2 separate regions of the Hordeum vulgare genome follow, and region 2 is linked to region 1. The links are chromatin contacts, called in public HiChIP or PLAC-seq maps. All regions are on one chromosome and are shown on one strand. The core of a region is the stretch at or near the end of the contact, and the rest is flanking DNA. Distances in the headings are between cores, read along the strand shown. Region 1 holds the start of LOC123449067. Region 2 holds the start of LOC123449072 (50S ribosomal protein L4, chloroplastic).

Region 1 (2,843 bases), core at 149-2,648:
CATGAGGGGATCGGTTTCCAAAAAGGTGTGTTCATAGAGTTTCAGAAAAATAGACATGACTGATTTTGGTGCAAACAGGGAACAGCGCATATGAAACATTTAGGTAATCAGTAGCAAAAAGTTGTATTAGAACGCAAATTTTGCATACTATGATTCGATGTACACTGAGATCACAGTATAGAAAGCCTACACTCAACATCGTCGCTGGTGGATTCGGCTGAAAGCTGATCAACTATCCTCGGCACAACATCTGCTCGAGTCACTCCTCCAGCAACATCAATGTCCGCAAGAGCATCCCAATTTGGTGTGGGGATACCACCAGCAGCACTTAAACCCTGGGAGCCATTATCTGACAAAATTCGTGCGAGATAATAGTACACGTAGCGCAGGACATTTCTGTCCTCGCATTGCTGATGGAGCTGTAAATACAAAAATTAACTTGATCTAAGAGAAAAGGTAGCAGAAGTAAAACAAAAACACTGGGCTGATGTTAGTATAGACTACGATAGGTATCTAGTTTCAGTTACAACCTAGAACACATATTTAAGTATCATGCCAGAATTGCCGGGAGTGGGCTCATTTCCATTTGTACGAACTGAGGCATAGAGAGAGCTACAAAGTAAAAGATGGTATACTTACCATGAGAAGAGATGGAGCCACGGAAGGATCCACAGAATTGTACACCGCGAGCTTGGGGAACACACTGTTTACCAGCTGCCTCTGGGAACTTTTCTGTACAAGGTAGTGCAGGAGAGAGTAGCTTAAACCAACAGATCCAAGCTCACATCACGCAATTCGATCCAACCGAAGCAGCACAACGAACCTGGTCGCACGTCGCGGCAAGCTCGTGGATGCTCCGCGCCAGCTGCGAGTACGAGACGGGCTGCAGAGAAACAGAGAATTCAGCATGAGACCGGAATCAGAGTGCATAGAGCGTAGAAATGAGGGGGCAGCGGCGTAGGAGACGAGCCTTCTTCTTCCGGTTGCGCTGGGGGAGGGCCTTGACGGGGTTGAACGCCTTGGCTGCTGAGATGGTATCGCTCTGGATCTGCATCAGCGTCGCCCTCTTCGACTTGCGATCCGCTGGCGCCGGCGCCGGCGGCGGGGCAGGCCTCCCAAGCGAGCCGCCGCCGCCCGTGGACGGCTGCTGCGACGACGCCCCGGCGGCTGGGGCGGCCGACGGATCCGAGGTGATGAGATCCATCAGCGTCGTCCCGGACGAGTCATGGCCGGAAGACATGGCCGCGGGCGTGGCGGGCTCGCGGCTGTGCTAGTGAGATCTCCGGCGAGCACTGCGGTAGGGGTGGGGAGCAATTGGAACGGTGAAGTGCTGCGGAGAGGTGGCTGGATCGCTGGATCCAACCGCCAATTTGGATTTGGTGGGTGCTGTGTGCTGGTGTAGCTGGCTGAGCAGGTCCGACCGGGCTGTTAATCATAATAGATTATGATAATATGAATCATGGAGATAGATTGTATAATTTGATTTATAAAAATAATTTAGATGAACATGTTTAGAAATCAGATTATATAAACTGTAATTCAGGTTTTACATTGTATAATGACATGTCTACCTTTTTTTTTTAAAGGAGGGTGTTGGTGGCAGGAATTTTATTATCTTCAATTTTATAAGGGTAATGGATAGTTAGGAATTCATAATCTGATTTTAACTGGAGTAGAGTAGATTGTGAGTTTTTAATAATATGTCCATCTAGTTTTTATAATTTATACCATAATTTGTCCTGTTTGAAAACAAAATAGATTATAAAAACTAGATTATATAATCTGAGTGGTTCCAAACATGGCCTAAATCCAACCTTTCAAACATCCGTTAATACACCCGACAATGACCGGTCAACACTTAAATAATACATTTTACAATTGCATACCTCAAATTCATACTATTACATGTAACAATAAACATAACAGTAAGCGGAGCTCGTCCGGTTCCGGCGTGCTCATATCCAGCGGCCGGGTGCGCACCTCATACTATTAGTTCAGTCATCGGCGAGGTAGAGTAGGACATGGGACATTAGATGGCTCATGGGAGTTGAGCTCCCGCCATCTCTCATGCCTTGCTCTTCCTCGCCGGAGTCCGCAACCTGAAGGGTGCTGGTCGACGTGAGATCGATGATGGATCCCTCCTGAGAGGAGCCGACGTCCATCATGACGCGGTTGTGCCGCCCGCACTGGTTCACCATACGGGGCGCTGGCGGATGCGACTCTGTCTCGCCAACGTCCACCACCGCGAGGGCTGGTGTCACCTCCCACGCCCGCCGCCTCGCACGAAGGGCACGCCACGCCATGTTTGCGTCGGAGTACGCACCAGCTCGACGCGCCAATAGTGGGGGTGCGCGCCCGTCATCGCGTTCATACGCCAGATGGACCACACCACCTACAATGAGGCCTCGAGAGTGGATACATGCATCGGTGGGGCGAACACAATGGATTCCCGACAAAATGAGTCTGAGCGTTGTCGTCGGGCGCCCACCTCCCGGGAGCAGACCTCCCATATCCGCCTCATATTTGGGATGGATACGAGGGGTGCCAGTCAGCCCGGGTGTTTGAGGTCGGTTTGAGGCGTCCATCTGGATCATGTTTTTGTGATCGTCACTCATTGAGCCGTCCGCCCGGGTGTTTGCGGCGGGTTTGGGGTGTAGGGGTAAGCGACACAAACAAAAATATCCGGTACTGTGAGCACACCGAGGATCACTATGGAGATGCACACGAGGTTTTTTATCTCATCATTACCGACTCGTAGCGCAGCGGAAGAAGAGTCAATGATGATCGTCGGTGCAGATCCCCGCAGCTAGGATTTACAACCTCCCACACGCGAGGATGTTCTC
Region 2 (2,843 bases), core at 115-2,614, 860 kb after region 1:
ACCTTTTTAAACATGTACTACCTCGCTACCTAAAGGATTTGAGCTACGAATTACTAGCTCACTTGCCGCATGCCCAGCACAGAAATAATCAAACAGCACTGCAAAATGTTCAAGCATAGCTATATGTACCTTGGGCAGCCTCCTCCGTGATCGCTTCCTCCTCCTCTTCCTCTTCACCGTCGTCCTCGCCATCTTCGCCCACAAATTCATCAAAACCGGTGGTACCGTACCTCGAATTGAGGTATTCAATGGCAGCCGGGGTGAAGAAATGCTTGCGTGCGTCGAGGATGTCGTACAGGTTGAGCGTCCTGGGAGTTAGCATCTTGAGGGTGCCGATGTTCCTGCCGCTCAGCCGCACATTATCATCAAGCTCCGTGGAGAAGAACATGGCCTTCTCCCTGGGGTCGAGCCCCCACCGCTGCAGCGCGGCGACGAAGTCCCTGGTCCGGGGCCCCGTCGCGAACTCCTCGTCGAACTCTTGTACGACGAAGGAGTCGTTGGCGACGGCGGCGCTGGCGAGCGCGGTGGAGATGGCGAGGCGCTTCTCCTTGCGGTTGATCTTGATGGTCCAGTCCCGGGGCTTGGGGCCGAAGATGACACCACCGCCGGGGCGTAGCGGCGTGCGGACCGACCCGCGCCGCGCCTTCCCGGTCTTCTTCTGGCCGTAGGGCTTCCTCCCGCCGCCCCTGACCTCCCCGCGGGTGAGGGTGGAGGCCGTGCCCCGCCGCGCGTTCTGGCGGTCGGTGATGAGGGCGCGGTGCACGACGGCGCGCGCGGTGGAGGGCGGCGCGGCCTTGATGTCGAGGGCGACCTCCCCGACCTTCTCCCCAGTGAAGTTGATGACCGGGAGGGTGGTGGCCTCGGCCCGCAGCGCGCGGAGGATGGAGGCGGACGGCCTCCCCCTGACGGAGGCGTGCGGGAAGGAGGAGGAGGAGGAGGGGGAGGGGAGGAAGGAGACCGAGGAGGAGGAGGAGAGGAAGGAGGAGGACGAGGCGGAGAGCGAGAGCAGGAGGGGCGAGGCCACGGAGGAGACCGGCATTGTGGCGGCTCTACTGCGCTGGGGGCGGACGGAGAAGGGGGAGGAGATGGCTCTGCCGCTGCAGCTGCTGCTTCTATCTCTTTATCCACACCACTCCCGTTCGGTTTCTGCAGAGGAGTGTCTCCGTCCGTCGCGCACTGCCTCGTGCGTCTTGACTCCGCCAAGTCAGCACTACTCACCGGTGGCTAATTTCAGGGCGCGATTTTTTTACAAATAAAACATGTGATCAATTATATGGAAAAGATGTCTTCGAGGAGGTGTATGTTTGGGAAAAGGCGTCTCCTCAACACACCTCTTCATCTTGTATATAAGTGGGTCTTCCATATTACAATGAGACTAGTCTCCCTTTGCTTTAACGTTATAGTCTCTCCGCTGAGAGATAAAGCGCCCATCAAGCGGCAGTTACCAACGCTCGCATCGGCCGGAGTCATCTTATCGCATCCGTGTCAGGCCAAGTGAGGTATCCGGTGCGGGGATCCATTTGACGTGGTTCTTCCAGAGCAAAGCAACGCTGCATGAGTTGTTCGTCGTTCAGTTACAAGACTGCAGCAAGTGATGGCGCACAACTCTAACCGGCGGCGCGGCCGCGGTGGCTGCGCACCAACCAGCGGCAGAGCAAACTCTACACGGCTACTCCCTCCGGCAACGACGCCCTTGCATAAAGCAACTTGCTTGTCTTTCTTAATTCAGAACAAATCGAATGACTAACTGTATATTATTCATTCATCTATGCATGTCTGTGTGCACTACTAAGAATAAGAATCCAGCGCAAAAGTCTGACGTTGCTCTAGAGATAAACACGAGCACACGGCCAATTTTCATACAAGACAGATCAAGGCTAGCATGTGCTGTCGGTGGACAACGTCAACACCACTACAAGATACAAGCACGCTGAATGAAAATCCATCAGCATGCATGGAGCCTTGGATTGATCATCATCTGGTTTGCATTTGCATTCATTTAATTGATGCACTGATTGCTTGGCTATGAGAATGTACTTGTTTGAAGATGAACCGACCACTGCATATTTATCTTCTATTGTTGCCGATTGTTACGGCGACCCAACAAGAGGGAGCGCTGACGCCAACAGGCGTCGTGTCCCACCCTCAACCCCCTCTCCTTTGCGCTGCAGTAGCACACATGTTGTCCCATAGCCATTGGCTGCGACGTGAGTCATCATGTGCAACACAGCGGACGTACACATGCACAGCATGGCGTCGCCTACCCATGACTGCTCGACGAGGCAGTTTGGACATGGCCTGGCTGCGACAGACTGCGGCTTGGCAGGCACCAAATGAACACTCGACCGGCTGCTTCAGCGTCCGTGAAAGGCGGAGCGGCGAGTCTACTGGTGACGCATCACCTTGGAGGCGAGGCCATCTAGCGCATCCCTCGACCGACGTGTGCGTCCCAATGCTCTGGCGCAGAAGCAGGCGCTCATGCCTGGTGGCAGCGGTTTTTCCTCCAAAGGGAATTAGTAACCGCACAAGGAGAAGAGGATTCTTATCTCTTTGGTGATCTTGCAAATTACGTCTAAGTCCATGTAATTTCCGGATCAACCCTTTGGCTTATCAAAACTTGCGGTTTAGACCTGAAGCTTATTGAAATTATAGTCAAGCCATCAAGCTTGTTGGACTTAGCACTTTTGAAAAGACCTCGATGACGCCTAGAGGGAGGGGGTGAATAGGCTATTTAAAAACTTCTTCGGATTTGGCTTAAACCTAATGCGAAAATAAACTAAGAGGATACTTGTCAAGCACAAATCCTAAATGCACTAGGCACTTCAACGTGTATCAACAACACG

The links. HiChIP or PLAC-seq counts read pairs in DNA pulled down with a chosen protein or histone mark.
Region 2: a contact with region 1 is called in an H3K4me3 HiChIP or PLAC-seq map of embryo, with 7 times the contacts expected there. The contact joins the promoter of LOC123449072 here to the promoter of LOC123449067 in region 1. A contact is called at or near these places in 1 of 6 Hi-C or Micro-C datasets (seedling) and 1 of 1 datasets of contacts at active chromatin or transcription factors (embryo).

The regions. Positions count from the first base shown.
Region 1 is chr4H:484,615,743-484,618,585 of MorexV3_pseudomolecules_assembly, forward strand. It overlaps LOC123449067, which reads right to left and starts at 1,399. Exons shown (of 25, transcript XM_045126151.1): 1 at 971-1,399; 2 at 824-883; 3 at 640-732; 4 at 191-419. The coding sequence starts at 1,240.
Region 2 is chr4H:485,475,876-485,478,718 of MorexV3_pseudomolecules_assembly, forward strand. LOC123449072 (50S ribosomal protein L4, chloroplastic) reads right to left here and starts at 1,365. Exons shown (of 2, transcript XM_045126155.1): 1 at 130-1,365. The coding sequence starts at 1,039.